Linked DNA regions of Mus musculus: regions 1 and 2 are each linked to region 3. The links are chromatin contacts, called in public Hi-C and HiChIP or PLAC-seq maps. All regions are on one chromosome and are shown on one strand. Each heading gives the region's core, a stretch centred on a gene start, on an enhancer-like site or on the middle of the called end of the contact. The rest is flanking DNA. Distances are from core to core; before and after follow the strand shown. Region 1 overlaps Fam114a1 (family with sequence similarity 114, member A1). Region 2 holds the start of Fam114a1 (family with sequence similarity 114, member A1). Region 3 overlaps Rfc1 (replication factor C (activator 1) 1).

Region 1 (2,999 bases), core at 146-2,645, 310 kb before region 3:
GAAGGCATTCTCAACTATAAAACTTCCTCAGTATGTCAAAGGGATTATACATGTTGGTTCTGGCATCAGATGGACTGGATTTAAATCCTGCTTCCCGCTTACCAACTTTGGGACCTTTGGCAGATAACGTTCTTTTGATTGACCTCAGTTTTCTCAGTTATGGAAGGGGTATTACACATCTCTTAGCACAGTGTTATTAAGAAAAGTAGACACTTTAATACAGTGTCTGGGATGTCCTAAAGGTATAGAGGAGAGATTTTGGAAGGTCGATATTATAATTCTCATGGCAGAAAAAGCACAGAAGCAGAGACACGCGGACAAATTAGGTAACTAAGTTAACATCACACAGCTAAGAAATTGTGGGACCAATGTCCTTGGCGGATTTCAGTCTAGATTGCTTTCATTTAGCGTGTAAGCACAGGTAATTAAAAAGCCAGATGGCCATGGAATGTTTTTAGAGGACACTGTCCTGCAACATTCTTGGGACATTCTTGCCCTCTTGTCTTGATTTGGGTTTGCTGGGTTTTTTTTTGTTTGTTTGTTTGTTTGTTTGTGTTTTTTTTTGTTTTGTTTTGTTTTGTTTTGTTTTCTGGTTTGGCTTTCCAGCACTCACCTACTGCAGCCTGAAAACCAGACCCAGTCCCAGCCTCAGAGCCTTGGGATTCCGGAGCCTTCCATGTTTTAGAATATTTAGGGTTTGTGGTGGTGTGAAGTTATTTCACAAACGACACCAAGTAGTGTCACACACATTTGTTGTCTTTTTCTTGTTAGTAGAAACCTCTGGAAATGGAGTCATTAGTCAAAAATAAAAGTCCCAGTGGCTCTGTTATGATTTCCTTATCTGGGCACTAGATGTCACACTAAGTCAAGCTTTGGAAGTGGCTCAGCTAAGTAGGGTGTGGCAGTCTCTACCTATTTAAAAAAAAATCACAATATTTAGGTAAATATAACGCTTAAATTTGAATTTCTAGGAAAATTCAGAAAGTACTTTCTTTTACTTACAAAAAAACTTAGAATTGTTAATCAGAGAACAGATAGCACCATGGTGAAATGCCGGCTTAAACACATCTTAGCTGCATGCACATGAAAACTGTCTTCCATTCCGAAAACAAAGGGGTAGTTCTGGAGACAGTTTATGCACACTTGTCTGTGGTCATGTGGGAGGCTTGTTCTTTTTTTCCCTTTGCTGTTTTGTTTGAGACGGTATCTCATGTAGCCCAGGCAAGCCTTGGACTTGTTAGGTAGCTGAGGCTAGTCTCTTACCTTCCTCTGCTTTCCAAGTGCTGGGACTACAGACTGGCCAAGATGAGAAGCAGCTCTCCCAACAGAGAAACAGACAAGACTAACCTACTGTGGAGGAAGTCAAAGAGGGGGATGTAAGGCCCCGGAAGATTAAAGAGCTAATAATGAGTGTGAGCGCCGCTGAGCCCCAGAGCTGAGCAAGCTGTGCCTCCAGAGATCACTTATTCCCTGACTTTGGCTCTCAGAAATCTATAGCTGTGAATTATGCGTGGAGAATTCTGCAGTCTCCTTTTGGAAAGTCTGTGTGGATGTTGTTGTTGTTGTTTTTAAACTACCTTGAAGAATATGAAGCCAACGACTTAAGTGTTTGCTGAAATTTCGATGAGATTCCATTGAAATGTTTGGAATTCTTTGGAGGCTAGAAAGAATTAATTCGAGTCAGATTGAAAGCTTATAATTAAGTCTTCGGCTTAGCAGTTTGTTTTTTTTTTTTTTTCCGAGTAACTCAGTAATGAGTTTGAGCTGTGTTTAATTATCTGCATGAGTGTAGGCACATATTTCTATTGTAATTAAAGCTGTAAATCATGTTTCCTAAGTTTTCAGGGTTTGTAGGTAATATATGATGACAAATAGCTTTCGTTGGAAGAAGCCAGTAAATACCATTGCCTGTGTTGCTTTGATAAATCAGGTTAGAACTGAGAAATCGGCCTTCTGTGTGTATGTGGGGGTGCATGTGTGAGTATGTGCAGAGGCCAAAGGCTAACCTCGAAAGTCAAAGGGTATTCCTCAGGATTGTGTCTGCCTTGCCTTTTGAAACAGCATGGCTCACTTGGCCTGAAATTTACTGATTCAGTTACAACGGCTGGATGTCAAGCCCCAGGGATGTATCTGTCTCTATGTCCCCAGCTCTGAGGCTACAAACTCATGCCACCACACCTAGATTTCCACAGGGTTCTATGCATTGATATCAGATCCAAAATACTACTCTTTTGAGTATGTATGAGTCTCATCTGTGTCTTCCTCTAACTCAAGAGATGGATGAACAGTCATTTGAACAGTGTTTTGTAATTCTGACTGGTTCTAGTTGACTCTGGTGTCTTCCTTTGACTTGGTTACCACTGCCTCGTGTTTGAACAACCCAGGGTCCCAGGATGCGTGCTTCCTTTCTCCTTACATGCCACGGCAGGTAGCAGGCACCCAGATGGAGGGGGCACAGGCTGTTTTTCCTTCTAGAACTCCAGTAGCCATGAGGACCGCAGTGGTCTACCAGTGCTTTGATCCCTTCCTCCTGTCTAAGAAAGGCTTACCCCATCTTAGTGCAGGGTGTCAAGCTGTCTGTGGATGAAATAGAAGACTCTTTTCTATCAAGTCAAGGGTTGGTTTTTACCCAATGAGTGGGAAGGTCTGCTCTGTACTCCTTACCGAATCCCAACTGTGCCAGTGTCTTGGAAATAAAGACTGTCCCTTCTTGGAAATACAGGTGCTATTAGTCTGATGGAGTCCGTGACCTTCAGCCTACTTTGGACTGCTACTCCTTCCCAATTTCCCCACTGAGTGACCCTTTGATTTAGAGCTGTCAGCTCAAGACCTTTCATGGTGTACGTTTGAGGAACTGTAGTGTTATTTTTTTATTTGTTTGTTTGGAGGGCTTTGTTTTGTTTAGAGACACGATCTTGCTAAGTAGCCCACACTGACCTAGAATCTTATGCAGACTAGGCTAGACTCAAACTTGCCATCCTCCTGCCTCAGCCCCCTGA
Region 2 (2,918 bases), core at 33-2,532, 340 kb before region 3:
TTGAATGGCCCCACTCAGAGCCCCTCCCACTCTGAACATTTTTTCTCATCTTCCTAAAAAGAAAAAAGAAAAGAGCAACAAACTAGCAGAAGTCAACTGTCTTAGGGTTTCACTGCTGTGAGCAGACACCATGACCGTGTCAACTCTTATAAGGACAACATTTAATTGGAACTGGCTTATAGGTTCAGAGGTTCAGTCCATCATCATCAAGGCGAGAGCATGGCAGCATCCAGGCAGGCATGGTGCAGGAGGAGCTGAGAGTTCTAAGTCTTCATCTGAAAGCTGCTAGCAGAGCAGTGCCTTTCAGGCAGTCCATAGGATGAGGGTCTTAAGTCCATGCCCACAGTGACACACCTACTCCAAGGCCACTCCCACTACAACAAGGCCACACCTCCTAATAGTGCCACTCCCTGGCTCAAGCATATAAGTTACACCAACAACTGACTACTTAAAATTAAGAACTCCAGGGTGGTGAAAAGTCCCCCCAAGCACACAAAGTTCTATTCTAACAGGTGTTTATTGTTTGCAACTGCACAGAAATGCACAAGCAACTCCTCAAAGGAAAGAAACACACACAAACGGAAGCTGCCTAAAAAGAGAGAGCAGCTTACAAAGAGAAAACCAGAAAGGGGGCGCGCATGAGAAATGGTGACCAGTCAAACCTTGGAGACGCATACCTTTAATCCTAGGCAGAGGCTGGCAGAGGTCTGAGTACAAGGCCAGCCTGGTCTACAGAGTGAGATCTAGGACAGCCAGGGCGACACGGAGAAACTACGTGGTGCAAACCCCATCCCATTCCGCCCCACCCTACCCTACCCCCTGCTGCCATCAGGGAGGGGAGGGGAGGGGAGGGGAGATTTTGTTTGCTTTGGACAAATACATTTTCCACGCCAAACGCAGATGTGCAATGCCCAGGCCAAAGAGAATGAATTTGGGCTTTGATCCACATTTCCAAGCTGGCCTTCTAGAAAGCATGGCTCCTTTGAGTCTTTTTACTTTTGTTTCTAATCACATCCCACTCCCATCGCTGACGTGGTCAGAGAATTCCACCTAATTTAGAACCGGGAAATCCCACGGTGAGGCTAGGGGACTCCTTACAACCTGCAGGGCTTCCCCAGTGCTTCGTAATGGAAGGCAGGGGACCCCGCGCTCTGCCCCGACCACCGATCTGGGACGGCGGAGTTCGGAGTTCGCAGCAGGTCAGGGTGCAGTGGGGCCGGGCAGAGGCAGAGGAGGGCGGCCCGGGGCGGGGCAGCTTGGCCGGTCCCTCCCCTGCGGCCGCGTCCCCGCCGGTCCTGCCGACGTGGCGGGGCGGGACCCGGGACTCCCGCGCGCACTCGGCCGGCCAAGCGGTAAGAGCCCGGGGCGCCCTCTCCCCATCCCCTTCCCGGGCGGGAGGGGACCAGCGCGCCGCGACCCTTGTCCGCTGTAGGGTGTGAGAAATCACCGGCGGGGAACCGTCCCGAGAAAGCAACTTGCTTGGGCACGAAGGTCGGGGGAGACGCGGCCGAGGGCCCTGCGTGGGTGCGGGCGTGTGAGTGTGTGTGTGTGAGTGTGTGTCGCTCCAAGTCCACGCTCATGCACACACCCACACGCCCGCACGCCCGGTCTGCACCCTCGTCCGGCCTGGAGCTCCGTGGAGTCCGCTGCCAGAGGCTAGGCACAAGCCAGTCTGGAAAGTTTCCCCAAGTGTCCCAAGTCTGGGGTGGGCTGTAGGGTCCTCCCAGCGCGACGCTCTGAGGGATCCAGTTCTTGCTAGTCAAAGACCTCCATTCCTAGGGTGAGCTTGTCCTCCCCCTGGGAAAACCGAGCACAGGCCTTGACCTCCATCCTGATCCATCATCTTTCCCTGGCATGCCCCACACCCAGCATGCCTGCGCTCCTGCCCCCCTGAAACACCTTAAGCTAGCACCGTTTGCATTCCCAGGACCCTCTTGGGCCCCCTCTTCCCCACCCCAAAGGCAGCCCCTTTACCCAGCCAGCTTGTCTTCTCCGAGGAATCTGGTGAGTATTTCCCAGCTGTCAGTCAGTCCCCACTTGGATTTCACTGGCTTTTCTTAAAGAAGGAGGACTTTCGGCAGACTATGGGAGCACTCTCTGGGCCATACCATCAGTGTCCACCCCTGAACCTCTTGATAGAAGCTGATGGCTTTTTAAATCAGCAGTCCTTGAACTCCTCCCTGGGACACCAGAACAAGAGAAACAAGGTCATTCCGAGAAGCCTCTCTTAGCTCACCTGGCTTCCTAGAGTTCTTTCCTCCCCAGCCCATATCCTAGACTCTCTCCTCCATTTCCTCTATCAATCCTGAAATGTTCTGATTAAACTTCTTACATTGAAAGCTGCCAGCGATGGAATGAAACTCCAAGGGTGGGATTTGAAGCACAAGTTAGCCAGTGTAGAAGGAATTTGGGGACGGGGGGTGGGGGGTGGGGGGCGGGGTGTTAGGGGGTGGGGGGCTTCCTGAATCTTGGGGATTCAGAAGTGTAAGTAGTTATTTCTTTCATCAGAGCAGGCTTATGTGAGACATCGTTTTTCGTTCAAATCAATATCAAACACAGTATATATCAGTTGAGTAAATATTTGTGGGTCAGAACGAAGCAAGGGCTCGTGGTTCACAGGCTTGAAGGGTGACATAGACGAGTCTTCCAAAGGCATTAGAGAAGTCTGTGGAAGTCTCAGAAGAAGAGAAACAGGAGCAGTTAAATTTTTAGGAGGATATGGAGTAGACAAAGATCAACTTCAAAGTTAAGGATGACACTAAGATGCTGGGTAGTCATGGAAACCGAAATTGGCCTGACCAGAAGACAAAGCATCAGTACAGGCAGCCAGCCTGGAGGTTTAGGAGCAGTGTGAAGAGAGAGGACCAGTGCTGAGGGGAACAAAAGTTTAAGTGCTGAGTTGCAAGAGATAGAGTTGT
Region 3 (2,787 bases), core at 165-2,664:
GTGACTGGAATAAGCAGAGGTCCTAAATTCAATTCCCAACAACCACATGAAGGCTCACAACCATCTGTACAGCTATAGTGTACTCATATACATAAAACAAATAAATAAATCTTTTTTTTTTTTTTTGGAAAGAAAAGACTGGGTTCTGTAACTCAGAGACAGAGTGCTAGTCTAGCATGCTCAAAGCCCTAGGTTTCATTCCTAGCATCTAAAACAAAATCGTCAAAACAAATCAAATTTTGGGGATTTGTTCTGTTTTTAGTTTTGTTCTTTTTCAGACAGGGCATCACTATAGCCCTAACTGGCCTGGAACTCACTGTCTTAGTGAGGGTTTCACTGCTGTGAGCAGACACCATGACCACAGCACTTCTTAGACAACATTTAATTCGGGCTGGTTTACAGGTTAAGAGGTTCGGTCCATTATCATCAAGGCAGGAGCATGGCAGTGTCCAGGCAGGCATGGTGCCGGAGGAGCTGAGAGTTCTGTCTCTTTATCTAAAGGCTGCTATGAGATGGCTGGCTCCCAGGCAGCTAGGACAATAGTCTTAAAGCCCATACCCACAATGACATCCTACTCCAACAAGGGCACACCTCCTAATGATGCCACACCCTGGGCCAAGCATATACAAACCATCACCGTCACTATGTAGTCTCACAGAGATCCACCTGCCTCTTACTTCCCACGTGCTTGAATTCAAGGCTTGTGGCACCATGCCCAGCAGCAATGGTTTCAACCCAAAACCAAGTGAACAGGACACAGTGCTGCACGCCTGCAATCTCAGCACGGGAAAGCGGAAAGCAGAGGATCAGAATCAAGATCACCCACGGCTACATAGGAAACCCACAGACTACGCTACATGATAGTCTGTCTTCAACATACAACATCACTACTTTCTACATTTCAATTTTATGGGGCTGGAGAGAGATAGCTCAGCAATTAAGAGCTATACTGCTCTTACAGAGAACCCAGGTTCAATCCCAGCCTCCACATGGGAGCTCACAACCGTCTGAAACTCCAGGAGTCCCAAGGGATCTGACACCCTCTTCTGGCACCAGGCTCATACATGGTGCAAAAACACACAAGAAGGCAAAGCACATAAAATGGAATAAAAAATAAGATTTTAAAATCACATGGGAAAATATAATACTAAACATCATAGTAGAGTACGATAACTAATCTGTCACCCTGATGAGACCTAGAAACCCACGGTGTCAAGACAGGCCTTTGAGTGTGCCACTGTGACAAGTGTCTTCCACAGACTGAGTGGGGTGGAAGACCCACTATGGGCAAGACTAATCTGGGGCTATGATCTTAGAGTGGACAGTGAGGAGAAAGTGAGGAAGGCACAGACAGTCATTCCTCTCTGGTTCCTGACTGTGACTACAACGTGACCAATATCTGCAAGTTCCTGTTGCCACAACTTCCTCATGGTGTCACCCCAAACTAGGAACTAAAATAAACCCTTTCTCCCTTAAATTGTTAGTACTGTATCACTGCAACAGAAATGTAACTACCACAATGGGTACACTGTCCCCCCAAATTTTTAGCTAAGACAAGGACAATGCTCCTTTTACATACACGTGCCATGGGCGGAATGGAACAAGCAAAGAGTCAGATGCAGGAGCACACTCCTGTAATCCCAGCACTTGGAGGCTGAGGTAGGAGGATACCTGTGAGTTCAAGGCCAGCCAGGGCTATATTAAAAAAAAAAAAAAAAAAAAAGAAAACAGAAGAAGGGGAGAGGAGACTATAACGGATGAGGAGTGTCTAGTGGAGGAGGGAGAGGAGACTGTCAGTGGTCATAAAAGTCTCACATGAGATACTGGCGTCTCTTCAGAAGACTACACTAAAAACTATCCTAGTGACTAGAGAATCTGTAATCAGAGCCTTAAGTGAGCCTTGGTGTACCTAAATCCCAAGATAAAGACAGCCTGGTCCACAGTTAAAGGCCACTCTATCTGCAATGACATTTCCAGGGTGCTGGAAAGCTTCATCACACCACCTTCGGTCACACAGCCCAGTTACTAAACTGTTTCCCTTAACCCTCCCATGGAACCAAACTGTCACAAAGGTAGCCATGTTAAAGGAACCTCTTAAATATTGTACAATGTATCTAAGCATAGCAACAGTACAAAAGCATTAAAAACACTAATCTATCCCCAATGTAAGAAATACATCAGTCTATTAAATGTTTCCAAAAATTAGCTCAAGGGCTGGAGAGATGACTCAACAGTTAAGAGGACTAGCTACTCCTGGGTGGTGGTTACATCAACATCTTTGATCCCACCATGTGGAGGACAGAGGCAGTTCAAGGCTAGTCTAGTCTACAGAGCAAGTTAAACATCTTTGATCCCACCATGTGGGGGACAGAGGCAGTTCCAGGCTAGTCTAGTCTACAGAGCAAGTTCCAGGACAACAAGGACTACACACAAAAACCCTGAGAAGAAAGAAAAGAAGAAGAAGAAAGAAGAAGAAGAAGAAAAAAGAAGAAGAAGAAGAAGAAGAAGAAGAAGAAGAAGAAGAAGAAGAAAGAAGAAGAAGAAAGAAGAAAGAAGAAGAAGAAAAGAAAGAAGAAGAAGAAAAGAAAGAAGAAGAAGAAAAGAAAGAAGAAGAAGAAAGAAGAAAGAAGAAGAAGAAGAAAAGAAAGAAGAAGAAGAAGAAGAAGAAGAAGAAGGAAGAAGAAAGAAGAAGGAAGAAGGAAGAAGGAAGAAGGAAGAAGGAAGAAGGAAGAAGGAAGAAGAAAGAAGAAAGAAGAAAGAAGAAAGAAGAAAGAAGAAAGAAGAAAG

What was found. A called contact is a pair of places that touch in the nucleus more often than the background predicts. HiChIP or PLAC-seq counts read pairs in DNA pulled down with a chosen protein or histone mark.
Region 1: a contact with region 3 is called in a Hi-C map of bone marrow-derived macrophages, with 19 read pairs. The contact joins two enhancer-like sites. A contact is called at or near these places in 1 of 15 datasets of contacts at CTCF or cohesin (large pre-B cells), 3 of 484 Hi-C or Micro-C datasets (bone marrow-derived macrophages, nephron progenitors and pre-hematopoietic stem cells), 4 of 115 datasets of contacts at active chromatin or transcription factors (T-cell acute lymphoblastic leukemia and embryonic stem cells) and 2 of 9 other capture datasets (bone marrow-derived macrophages and embryonic stem cells).
Region 2: an H3K4me3 HiChIP or PLAC-seq map of bone marrow-derived macrophages shows a contact between it and region 3, with 2.7 times the contacts expected there. The contact joins the promoter of Fam114a1 here to the enhancer-like site in region 3. A contact is called at or near these places in 4 of 39 promoter capture datasets (embryonic stem cells, hippocampal neurons, liver and 1 more), 4 of 115 datasets of contacts at active chromatin or transcription factors (bone marrow-derived macrophages, embryonic basal ganglia and embryonic stem cells) and 1 of 9 other capture datasets (embryonic stem cells).

The regions. Positions count from the first base shown.
Region 1 is chr5:65,002,291-65,005,289 of GRCm38.p6, forward strand. All of the region lies in intron 3 of Fam114a1 (family with sequence similarity 114, member A1), which reads left to right. The region is part of intron 2 of Gm32374 (a long non-coding RNA gene); the gene reads right to left. Among named protein-coding and RNA genes, the nearest start is that of Gm32374, 16 kb to the right of the region's middle. Within about 2 kb of position 1,396, at least 37 of the 459 cell types and tissues checked have an H3K27ac peak or open chromatin away from gene starts, as enhancers often do. A contact at or near this core is called in bone marrow-derived macrophages, where this site is marked.
Region 2 is chr5:64,968,793-64,971,710 of GRCm38.p6, forward strand. It overlaps Fam114a1 (family with sequence similarity 114, member A1), which reads left to right and starts at 1,283. Exons shown (of 14, transcript NM_026667.3): 1 at 1,283-1,352. It overlaps Mir574 (microRNA 574), which reads left to right and starts at 1,526; the gene lies at 1,526-1,603. It also overlaps a transcript of Tlr6 not described here.
Region 3 is chr5:65,307,682-65,310,468 of GRCm38.p6, forward strand. The region is part of intron 4 of Rfc1 (replication factor C (activator 1) 1); the gene reads right to left. Among named protein-coding and RNA genes, the nearest start is that of Rfc1, 27 kb to the right of the region's middle. Within about 2 kb of position 1,415, at least 35 of the 459 cell types and tissues checked have an H3K27ac peak or open chromatin away from gene starts, as enhancers often do. A contact at or near this core is called in bone marrow-derived macrophages, where this site is marked.